Linked DNA regions of Mus musculus: region 2 is linked to region 1. Evidence: chromatin contacts called from public Micro-C data. All regions are on one chromosome and are shown on one strand. Each heading gives the region's core, a stretch centred on a gene start, on an enhancer-like site or on the middle of the called end of the contact. The rest is flanking DNA. Distances are from core to core; before and after follow the strand shown. Region 1 holds the start of Tcf24 (transcription factor 24). Region 2 overlaps Cspp1 (centrosome and spindle pole associated protein 1).

The links. Hi-C and Micro-C count contacts between places; a contact is called where the count stands out from the background.
Region 2: a contact with region 1 is called in a Micro-C map of embryonic stem cells, with 2.3 times the contacts expected there. The contact joins the enhancer-like site here to the promoter of Tcf24 in region 1. A contact is called at or near these places in 2 of 39 promoter capture datasets (the C10 cell line and liver), 3 of 484 Hi-C or Micro-C datasets (the Ba/F3 cell line, the G1E-ER4 cell line and embryonic stem cells) and 2 of 9 other capture datasets (adipose tissue and pancreatic islet).

What each region holds. Positions count from the first base shown.
Region 1 is chr1:9,963,556-9,969,804 of GRCm38.p6, forward strand. It overlaps Tcf24 (transcription factor 24), which reads right to left and starts at 4,255. Exons shown (of 3, transcript NM_001285425.2): 1 at 4,169-4,255; 2 at 3,544-3,962. The coding sequence starts at 3,930. Ppp1r42 (protein phosphatase 1, regulatory subunit 42) reads right to left here. Exons shown (of 9, transcript NM_145692.2): 9 at 5,067-5,376. The coding sequence ends at 5,265.
Region 2 is chr1:10,082,255-10,088,177 of GRCm38.p6, forward strand. Cspp1 (centrosome and spindle pole associated protein 1) reads left to right here. Exons shown (of 30, transcript NM_026493.3): 10 at 1-92; 11 at 1,247-1,304; 12 at 3,493-3,698; 13 at 5,797-5,923. Among named protein-coding and RNA genes, the nearest start is that of Cspp1, 47 kb to the left of the region's middle. Within about 2 kb of position 3,632, at least 14 of the 459 cell types and tissues checked have an H3K27ac peak or open chromatin away from gene starts, as enhancers often do. A contact at or near this core is called in embryonic stem cells, where this site is marked.

The DNA.
Region 1 (6,249 bases), core at 3,005-5,504:
TTAGTACCTACGACAGACAGTGAAGGTATACAATATCTAAACTTCAAGATACATTAATGCTCATGAGATTTATTTAGCTAGTAAGGATTAAAATTACAAAGCCTATAGGACAATATGAAGACTTTTTAGCAATACTAGTGATACAAGCAAAGGCTTTGAATTATAACTGTAAAAATAACATACTTGAGTGTTTGACAAGAACCGCAAGAACTTAAGGCGATTGACTATCGCTGAAATGGAGAAAGTCTATAACTGTATTTTAATTCCAAGCGAATCCTAAAATAAAATTAATTTTAAAACATTAGTTCTGAAGAAGCAGTGCTCAGTTATATACAAAATAGACATCTGCTAAAAGTGGCATTAGGACGGAGGATTAGGCAGGCCCTGAACAGCAGTGGCAGGCAACTTCACAAAGCAGCCTGCACTTTGGAGTTTGAGGTCTGTCTCGCGGCAGGTGACTATAGGTAATGATAATGTACTTAATGTTCTGTAATGTGCATGAATAAATGATTTTGAACGTTTATAGGACCATGGCCAATGTCACTCTGACTGGAGTGTGGCTGCAGTTGTTCGGGGCAGCATCATTTGAACATCAGTGCACACACACACACCGAAGCGCAGCACCGTCTCTCACAAACGGGGGAATTTTTTAAATGTCAAAGAAAACTGAAGAAACAGGAACAAAAATGTTAGTAAGTGAGAATGTGCTATCCCCTGGAAAGTCACTTTTTGTGGCAGTCAACAGAAGTCCTACTTTAATGTCTCCAGATGCGATGGGGGAGCACAGCCCTGACTCTTCCTTTCCACTAAGACATATTTGGTCGATTTTCAGCTTGTTTTTAAATCATATGGATTATAAATTCTTAGGTTTGCATATCAAGTAATAAACCTTTGGCAACTTCATGTGCACGTATACATCGTTATGCTTTGTTCTCTATTTTTAAGAAATACTTAAAATGATGTTGCTTTGTTTAAACGTATAAAATATAGCAATTAACCAGAACTGAGCCCGAATTGAAGAGCTTTAAAAATGCTCTCTTACTCTAACTAGCTGACCCCCAGATGAACACAGTTTTAAAATTCTTCTTTACCATCGTATGGAGAGTGACTCTCATGGGGCTTGGCAGTTAGAGAGTCTCTGTACGATCTGGGCCCCTAGTGCTGACTGAAACTGCCAGTTTCCCAAGGTGAGCCTCAGAAGTTCACTTCTCCATCCATCTTCCAGCTAAGTGAGCAGAAGCCAAGGCCGTGCAAACTCCACCGAGCCTCACCCCTGACTCTATCTCGCTCTACATCTGTGATGTTCTGAAGTCCCCAATCATTCTAATATGCTCATAATAGTGCTTAGGAGGCCTGACATTTCAAACTGGACAGAACTGGAATATTTGTTAAAATATTGTTAGTAATTTGTGTAGCACTTAGTAACACTGTTGTATTATAGGAATAGTAACTTTAAAACCATAAGGGCTATCTATGGAAGTTTATAATAAGGCTTTATTAAAGTAAAATGATCAGAATATTTTTATTATTGTTGTATTAAGGATTAGACTTAATATTTAAACATAAAATGTAGGCAGCCAATTTCAACAAAGTATGTAAAGTTTCTGTTTTCTGAAGCTCCACAGCTGGTGATTTAGATTTTTTTTTTTTTTTTTTTTTTGAGACAGGGTTTCTCTGTGTAGCCCTGGCTGTCCTGGAACTCACTCTGTAGACCAGGCTGGCCTCAAACTCAGAAATCCACCTGTCTCTGCCTCCCAAGTGCTGGGATTAAAGGCCTGCGCCACCACCTCCCGGCTAGACTGTTTTTCTTAATCAATATAATATCCTTCTTTACGGTACTCTACTACAATTTATATTTTTATTTTAAGCTCCATATTGTATTTGTTTAGGGAAGAGATTGAGTCTTCCAGTTGTATTTCCTGTCCTAAAGCAAAGATTTCTACATAGTGTTAAATCAAATGTTTAATTTTAAACTAGCCATTGTTAACTATTGTCAATTTCATCTTTTATGAGATAATCGTTGCCCTTCTATAATTATCTCTAGGTTTAGAAATTTAGATATTATGGGCACTGTCTTTTAGAATCAGACAGAAAATCAGATTATTTTCCTTAAAACAGTTCTAAGGATAAGAACATTTGCCATGCGAGTCAAGTGCAGTGCTAGTTTGCTCTGCCTGTTTCTTTCTAACCCCGATGTCTCTAGCATTTTGCAATCAAGAAAGCCTTGTTTGACACTGAGGTGAAAGACTTGATCTCCTTCTAAATTTTATCAACTATGAGGGAGACATTTAGCTTCTACTTATGATATTGAAATCTTAATGTTCAAATAGACATTCTTGGGATATATGGCAAACATCAAGTCAGAGATAACTATTAGTGAGATAGCTGGATCCCATTAATTTAATGCTCACTGTAATACAAAACTCTTAATTATAATGAGTGAGTTTTCAGCTATAAAACTCGGGGATGGAATGAGTTCTATTATTATTATAAATAATATTTCAGGTTTTCACACTTAACATTTAAGCTGTTTAAGTCTACCACCATGTTAATAGTATTTTCAAAGTAAGTTTTGTTAAAATGCATTCTATAATTTTAAACACAAATAAAATTAGATGTGTTTTATTACATTTCAACAAAATGTAGCTCCTCATTTTTGTTAACTCATAATCTATTCAACACTTAGATACTTAAGATTAAGTTCTAATTGTGTGAATTTGTGTTCAAATACTTCAGAACAGAGTGACACAAATCTGAACACTTAAATCTAGACAACAGAGAGATTCTCCATTCTGAAGAGAAAGATCAATTGAAGGTTTCAAAAGAAATCTAGAAGATGATGATGCAGAGACCACTGCACCACGGTGAAAATGCAAGTCCCACTCATGACCACTTCACATATACGTAAAGAAATCATGCAAAATGGTTTCTCTTGGCTAATCTGAATACAGACCAATTCACTCAACATACAGGCAATCTAATATGACAGTTAATGGAAACATGGGTTTTCTTCTAACATTCTTGGTGGCTGTATATTCCACTAGATTTAACTGTGATTGAAATTTTACTCTATGGGGATGCTGAATGCTCTCATTTGTTTTTAATGATTTTGGCAGGTTTTTTTTTTTTTTAATAATTACTTTAGGGGCCAAGAATTAGTTCCATGATTCCGTTTAATTCATGAAGCTTTTGGATTAGCTCAAGAAAAAGACAGTAGGAATGCAACTATTTAAGTTAAAGACACTTGACACTCGAAGGCATGAATGTAACTTAGTTGTTACCAGGTAGTCAGAAGGTACAACAGCCGACCTATTTTTCACCCTGAAAGACCGAAAATCTTTACCAAGCTTGAGAAATTTGTGTGCGAGTCCAGGTAGAATTAAACGCTCCAGCCTCTAGATTGCAAACTGTTAAGAAGCAGCCTCTTGCAGTGGGGACCTTGTCACCATCGCCCAGGTGGCTGGGAGGAATGCCAGATCCGTGGGATCTGCTCAGGCGGTGACAGTGTGGCTCGAGGGCTCCTAGCCCAGAAGAGTCGCCTACCTTAACTGGGTGCAGATAGCCGTCGCCTCGCAAGGCGCCCAGACCGGGGTCTCCGGGCGCGTCGGTGTCGTCCTGCAGGCTGCGGGTGAGGTGGGCGATGTAGGTGGTGGCCAGCAGCAGCACGTCCAGCTTGGACAGCTTGGTGTCTGGCGGCACCGACGGCAGCGTGCGCTGCAGCTCCAGGAAGGCGTGTCGCAGGGTTTGCACTCGGCTGCGCTCCCGCGCGGCGTTCGCGGCGGCTGGACGGCCACCCCCGGAGCGCGCCGCGACCCCGCTGAGGCCTGTTGGCCCGGTCCCGGTCGGTCCTGGGCTCCAGTCGCGGGCGGCGGCGGGCGGCGCGGCGGACTCCGCGCTGCGTGGGCTGCTAGCGGGACGGCCGCGCTCCATGGCGACTCCGGCTCCGATTTCCCCGGCGTGCACTGCAAAGGAGCGGGCGGCCGTGAGCCCCGGCCTCGCGGCCTCGCCCTCGCCCTCGAGTCCCCAGGTGCTGAGCTGCTCCTGAAGGCGCCCAGGGCTCAGGCTCCGGTCCCCGCTGACACACCCCGCCCGCCCGCCCGCCCGCCCGCCCGCCCGGGGAAACGGGGCTGCAGGACTCGGCCTCACCTCGGACTTGGCGTCACCTCACCTTTCCTCCCCCCACCGCAGCGGCCGTGCGGGGTTCGGCTGAGCAGGGCTAGGCGGCCAAGGGCGTCGAGCGGGTGGGTCACTCCATCCTTGTCCAGGCTCTGCGCCGCCTTTTATGTGGGCGTCCGAAGCCAGCAAAGCCACGTCGGGCCGAGAGGGTCTCCCACCCGAGCCCTTGGGTTAGGGGCAGCGGCGTCCCGGAGCCGCCCCCTCGGCGGATAGACTCATCAATCAAACCGCTCGGGGGTGGGGCGGACGCCTGGCCCCGCCCCCTCTGGCCGGAAGGTTGAGAGTAGTTTACGGTGGTCCAGCTGGGACGGGACCCGGGGGTTTAGTACAGCGGGACTTCAGGAGCAGAGCCGTCGCGTGTGCGTCCCCGTCCGCCTTTAATTCTACAAGGTGAAGATTCTTGCAGTAGAAGCCTTTCCTCAGTACACCGTGACCTAGAGACCCGCCACCGCCACGGCCGCCTTCCGGCCTCGGCACCCGCTCGCCCACAGGCTCAGGCTGACCCCGGCGCCGGCGGGACTCAGTGCTGCAGCCCGTGGCGGACGCGGTTCTCGCCGCAGCCCAGCCAGATTCTCTGAACCGGGATAGGAATCAGCGCGGTTTCCTCTTTGCAGGTTCTGAGTATCAGATATGAAATGTCACTGAGGGCAAGGCTAGTTTATAGATTCGCGAACATTTCGCTGCAGATTTCTAACTTTCCACGTCGGGAATACCAAACAGTAAGATAGCAACGCAGGACTTTTTATACCACGATGGACCGAAACGTGGACTTGTCAGTGAATCACGGTGATTCTAAGACTGTAATGGGCTTTAGGCTTTAGAACGCACACTCAGATTTCCTTGATTCAAAAGGACTTGTGTTGAATAAGAAACCACATAATACGAAACCACATTTTATTTCCTGGCAAATTTTATTTAATAGCTAATAAAGTAAATAGATCCCAGAATTCACGCACATAAAGCAAAGTCTCAGATTCTATAAAGAAACAAATCAAACAACTTACACACCGAGATAAGTGAAGTCCACAAACCCTCAAAACATGCTGTTGCCTAGTTCTATGAAGAAATCAAATCACTCGAGGCTGAATTTACTCCTTTTTCTCAGACAAATTTTCCTTTACTTTTGGATTTTGGAGAAGGTGAGGTTCATGGATATCGTTTTTTGTTAGCGAGCTTTCAGATTCCTTCAAGGACAGATTCCTGTATTTACAAACAAAAACACACCAGCATTTAATTGACATGCAGAAAAAGGTGATAAAGTACCCAGGACACACTGTTGGTAGAAAAGGTTCATAACTATCCAGGCTTCCCTGCTTTGAGAGGCACACAGACAGAGGGAGGTTAGGTGGGCTGTGGCTGTGCAGAGACGCCTGGACACATCTTTCTAGTTAGCCTGTTGCTCTCCTGGACAGCACCGGCTGGCAGCAGAGCAGGTGTTGCCCAACAGTGTGTGAGAAGACTGAGGTTCACAGAACAGACCACTGAGCCTCTCCTGTTTTGTCCTATCTTTGCTATTCTATGCAGGCTGATTCTAAGTCCAAATTCCTGTGAGAGACTTTGATAGTTAAATTTCAGCTGGAGAGATGGCTTAGTGGTTAAGAGCATTGACTGCTCTTCTGAAGGTCCTGAGTTCAAATCCCAGCAACCACATGGTGGCTCACAACCATCTGAAATGAGATCTGACTTCCTCTCCTGGTGTGTCTGAAGACAGCTACAGTGTACTTTGGATATAATAATAAATTTCAGTCACTTTAACTACAGGTAATTCTAAAACTCCACTATTTCATATCAACTATTTCATAAGTAGCAGGCAGCACACAGCACTTTTCATGTGCTGAGCGCTTTACAGGTTAATTCTCAGTTTGCCTTTACAAAAGCTGAGGATGGGATTCCGGGATTGGGCCACTTGTCCAGTGTTGAATACCTAGTAAAAGGCTAAGGCCGAGATCAAGCCAAGTAGGTTGTCACTAATGTTTAATCTTTGCCATACTACCGAGTCTTTGGGGTTTTGTTGTTGTTGTTGTTGTTTTGGTTTTGGTTTTTTGAGACAGGGTTTCTCTGTGTAGCCCTGGC
Region 2 (5,923 bases), core at 2,382-4,881, 120 kb after region 1:
GGTGAAGATCGAGAACTTACCAAGAGAAGGAAGGAGAAATATAGGCAAGAACTACTAGAACAGATAGCTGAGCAACAGAAGAAGAAGAGACGGTAATGAAAAGCTTGCATTTAGCAGAAAGCATTTTCGTGAAATGAGAAGAATAAATGACAGTTTTTTTCTACTGTAACTTGATTGTGAATCACCTACCAGTGTCTGCTAGATTATTGCCCATATACAAACAGACTCAAAAGTAGTTTCCTTTGAAAATAAGAAATGGTAAGCATACACTCATGCATATAAAGTGTCTAAAGTGTTTACATCACAGTACTCCATTGTAGTCGACCCTGTCTAGAATCTTTTTTATTTTCGATTAATTTTCCTTTGACAGTTTCACAGATGTAACTAATCAATTTTAATCCTTCTGACCCTTTCACAATTTTCTTAATCTGTGAAGCATTAAGATTAGGAATAAAAATATTGGTTCCAAAGAATTTGAAAGTTACCTTGTAATTTTTTTTTCTCACCTCCAAGAGGAAAGTAATATGTTAATATCTACTATTAAGCTACCTTAAAAAAAATCATTAATTTTTGTAGTGCTGGCTTTCAAACTCAGAGCCTTGTGCTTGTTAGTTAAGCAAGCCCTGTACTATTGAGATTTATTTTTATATTATGTGTATGGGTGTTTTGCTTGTTGGTCTACATGTAAAATGTGTATGCTGGTGTGTGCCTGGTTCCCTGGGGGCCAGAAGAGGGTGCCTGGGTGTGTAGAACTGGGTTTCCAGTGCTGATGAGCTGCCAAGTGGGTGCTGAGCACCGAGCCTGGGTCCTGCAAGAGCAGCAAGGGCTCTGAACTGCTGAGCGCCTCTCCGGTGTTATGGAGACTCTCTTTAAAAATCTTTATGGAAGGGATTTAACTTTTTGGCATGAAAATATACATGTGCTCTTAAAAAGATTTTAATTTTTTTTTTTAAAAATAAAATACTTGGTTTTGTTTTTGTCTGTTACTCTGTGCAAATTACTTTGTCTTTGAAATGTCTCCAGTCTTCATTTAGAGCTAAGGCACTTGACATGTAAATTACAGTTTCCTATGTACTATGATTAAATTTGACTTTAGAATTTTAAAGCTTTATTTTCAAAGGAATTATTTGTATTTGGAAATGTACTATACAGGCTTCATGTACAGACATATTTCATTTATGACGACAATTTTGACAAAGTGTGTTTACTACAATTTTTCAATTTACAAAATCTTAATTTTGTTTAGAGAAAAAGATTTAGCATTTGGAATTACAACTTCTGGAGTACAAGACCCTGAAAAATCGGTAAGAGTTCTTGGCATCTTTTAGTGCTTAATCCTTTATTCAAAGAAGCCTCAAGTGTGTTAGTAGCCGGGGAGGCTTCACATGTTGGGATACTGTAAAGGGCAGTTCCGTTGGATTTTCATAAGTGTCAATCATAACTACTGTGAAGTATAGAAATGTTAACTGTTGTTACATGTTACCCACTGTTAGTTTAAGATGACTCCCCTTTCATTTGTGTATCATTTTTTTAGTTTGTTTTGTCTTCTGTGTATTTGTGCCACATCCATGTGAAAGTTAAACCAGTGTAGCTTAAACTTGATATTAATACTGCTAAGTATGTCTTAACAATTTCTTTTTCTTAATGAGGATAATTTTTTAAAAAATGTGTAACTTGTGTCTTTCATCCTGTTACTGTGAAACTGAAGGATAATCCTACTCTTTTTACTTGACTTTTGCAATTCTCAACGTCCTTAAGTGGAGTGGCTCCCACACATCATTGCAGTTAAGTAAGGAGGAGGTAACGGTTTCTTGCTTTCCCACAGTGCCCTTTGTTGCTGTTGGATGTGTAGTGTTTATTTGCTGAAAGTTTTTGTTTCTTTTGCTAATGATGGTTAAGACCTCTAGTTTTAATAAAATCTTCAGTCTTTCTAAAGGATCTAGCAAATCCTTAAAATTTGTGTTAATTATTATTCAGATATAGATAACTTACTGATCGACTTAAGTATGTGTGCCTTGGGTTATTTGCTTTAAAATTTGGTGCTGGGGTGATGGCGTAGCTCAGTTGTGCGTGTTCCTGAGATGTGCAGAGCCTGGTTCAGTCACCAGAGGCTGCTGGCCCTCGTGTTTTATTCTGCTCCAGTGTGCTTCTTTTTGTGTTTCTGACTATTCCTGTCATACACATTTTAACCTTACAAGTCAATCCTGACCCAGGATGGATCATATTCTTTTTATAGCTGCTTGAGGAGCTGAGGCCTCTGTGGGCTACAGAGTAAGTTTACAGTGAGTCTGGCATCTTAATAAGGCTCACAAAGTAAAGTAAACAGCAAACCAAGGGAATGTAAAGGATCAGTAGCTCAGTGGGGAGCTGCTGCTTAGCAGGGTGAGGCCTTACACTTAATCCCTGGTTCCCAGTAACAGGGAGGAAACACCCTTCCCGAAAGTATGGCCTGCAGGGGGAAAAAAGGGTCCAAAGGTAATTCTTTTTTGTTTCTCATTAAATACCTTTAAAGTAGCCATTGCAATAAAAAATTAGCTTTTCGAAACTTGAGCTTTTTAGTATAATACATTGGCATGTTAAATTTTACAGTATATCGTAGATCTTATTTATTCTGGAATTGAATCACCTAAAGAGTGTCAAGTTGAATAAATATGCATTAGAGGGAATACTTAAATATCATTTAATAAATTTATTAAATTATGAATTATAGTTTTAGTAATTATATAATGATCTATGTTAACAAGTTTATACAACCATATTATTTTATAAATTTATAAAAGAATCATACAAATATGTAAATTATATTCCTATAATTAAATATATGTTATAATAACTTTATATGATAATTATAAAATTTAAAACTGTAGATTAATAAATTTATAAATTATTTTATAGTCTGTAGTAGAACTTATTTATTCTGGAATTGAATCACCTAAAGAGTGTCAAATTGAATAAATCTGTATTAGAGGGAGTAGTTAAAGATTATTTAAGATTTAAAAATTCCATAAAATGATATTCTTGAGTAAAGATTAGTGAGCAGCTCTGGCCTACCCTGTTGTGGCTTTTTTGTAAATTCGTTCTTATTGTGGCACAGCTTCCTTCAGTGCTCACATGATTGTTGTAGGGAGACTGAGGCCTGCAAAGCCTTCCCTAGTGGGTCTCCCAAGTAGCAACTGAGGAGAGATGTGCTGCTGCTGCTGCTGCTGTCTAAGAGAGAGACCTGCGCGGGAGTTCACAGCTGCCTGGACTTGTTCTTTATCCATGTACTGATCATGAGCCTGCAGGTGACTTACCTGCTTCTCGGCAGTCTCAGTTTCCTGCTTATAAAATAAGAAGCAGATCTTTAAGGTCTTTTTTAGCTGTAAAATTTTGCTGTTCTGTGACTGTCTTAAGTGCCTGCTGGGGTCCTTGGAGGTCCTTGTCACCCTTAAACTTATGATTCTATGTAACAAACAGGTTCTTTTTTTTTTTTTGTCTTTTTCTTTATTGTAGCCTGATAGACTAAAGCAGTTTAGTTTGACACCAAGACACTTTGAAGAGATGCCACCTGAGAGGCCCAGAGTAGCTTTCCAGACACCTCCCCCTCCCTTCTCTGCCCCGTCTAGCCCATCCGTCCCACCAGTTCATTCCGCCCCTTCTCACAATGAAGACTTGCACAGTGGACTCGGCAGCACCCTTGGTGAACTGGCGCATCCCAGGTGCTTGTTTAAATGTTTGTCTTTGGGAATTAGGGTAGGCCGCGTGTGCTCCACCTTACAAGGGTGTGCTGCTGCAGATGATGCTTCCGAGATGCCTCAGGGCCATGAGCAACTTCGCTGAGGAGTTTTTTTCTTCTTCATTGTTATTGATACTTCTTCTCTGCTGTTAGAAAAAGGAGAAATCTTCAATGTTTTTATCATTTACTATTTTTAAAATGAATTAGTAACTACATGTTAGTATAAGGTATGCATTGTTCAGTTATTTCCACTTGGCAATCATTGAATTGTTTCTTCAGCTTATTCCAAAAAATTTACTAATCTGGTACATGTCTGTCTGGCTTAACAGTTTTCTCTGGGCTTACTCTTGGGCTGTTGGGATTATAACCCTGGATTTCATATTGAACATGTCATTTCTATAGGGAAAACACATTATGCTAATCTATATATAATAGAAACCCTGTAACACGAATATTTTCTGGCCTGTAATTATTAATATACTAATTATAGGAATATCTTTACATTTGTAGATGTTTTTCTTAATCTTCTAATACATTTCTGAGATATCTTTCAGCAGGACTTGGTCTTTTATTTGTTACTAACAAACTGTGGGGCTTTTCTTACAGCCTTTCTCAGGTACTTCCTTCATTTTCTTCAATGGCTTCCCTACTCCAAAGGCTGAGAGACTGGAATTAGAGAGCCACAGTGCTTTCTGTTGTGGGTTAGAGGCTGGAGTAGTCGGCTTCACTGGACTTTATGCAAAAAAGTTTTCTCATTTGTAAAAGGTGATGGTAGTACTTGACATAGTTAGAGGGCTGATGTAAACATTAGTTTTCTATGTATAGATACAATTTAGGAGTTGCTGATAATAGATTGTTTTCATAACAGTTACTCAGGTTGTTTTTGCTGGCGTCTGCACTGATGATGGTGAGGTTAGACTCACTGACTGACCAATAACGTGTGGAACCGCTGCCTACCGAAGAGACTTTGGTGTTACCTCAGCCCTCAGATTCTTTAAGGCAAAATATGTTAATGTTTGAGTAAAAAAACCTAGAGTCTCCCCTTTTTCTTTGTTTATCTAAAGTTATTTGCCTTTGCCATTTCTATTAGTGAAGAGTAAATCCTGTGCTGGTAGAAGCACATTTGCTCCTCAGTGAGGAAATGTGGAAGGACAAGGTTTTATACATTTTAAATTTATGAACTCTTAAATATATCAGGGCCATATGGATTCTCAAGTAGCCACATTGTGGTTTAACTTTCTGTGAAAAAGCAGTAGGTTTTACATATAAAAAATATACCCTTTGGGTCGGGGAGATAGCTCAGTCAGTAAAAATGCTGGGTGTTGTGGGATGAATTTGTGTTCTCAGTGCTGGCAGGCAGAGACTGGATACCTGGGGCTTGCTAGCCAGCCAGTGTAATTAGTGATTTCTTGGCCAGTGAGCAACCCCATCTTACAAACAAAGTGGACAGCTCCCCAGAACTTACATACAAGGATGACTGCTAGCTTGTGCATTTGTACATACTCATGTGACCAGCCTCTCCTACACACACGAGTTCCTATACACCATGTGTGTGCAGCTATTGACATGCATAAACATACTCATGCTATGCACTCCCTTGCCCACACAGAACCATTTGTAATCCTGAGGTGGCGGAGCTCTTGGTCCTCCCTCTCTGTGTGTGACTCTCATCATATGATACTTCCTGTTTTGGGAATCTTCCGGCTTTCCTCCTGTCTCCTTATATCTGAGTATTCCTGCTCTGTATTCCTCTGGCATTCTTTGTCACTTGCCTCACGGATGCTGCACTGTTGTAACTGTTGATTCCGTATTATTACTAAGGGCAGAGGAGCATACATGCCTTTGTTTAATATGGTACATAATGGCTATTGGATATTACTCAATTACTTTAACTTGTTTGCATCTTAGCAAAGTGTTCCTGAAGTTGTAAAATTTGTTACTATTTGCTTTTTGATTCCTAATTTTTCTTGAACAATTAGTACAGGGTTGATGTTTAATTTTAATAACACCTTTTTTGCAAAAGATCTTGATTAAAAGTAATAAAATATGAGGACAGTGTTTTTGGTTTTCTTTTGCTATAGGGTTCTGCCTGTGCCTCTGAATCCACCCCCGCCTCCGCTCCTTGCCCCTCCAGCTTCTAACTATCGAACTCCTTACGATGATGCGTACTATTTTTACGGTGCCAGAAATACACTGGATCCCAATATT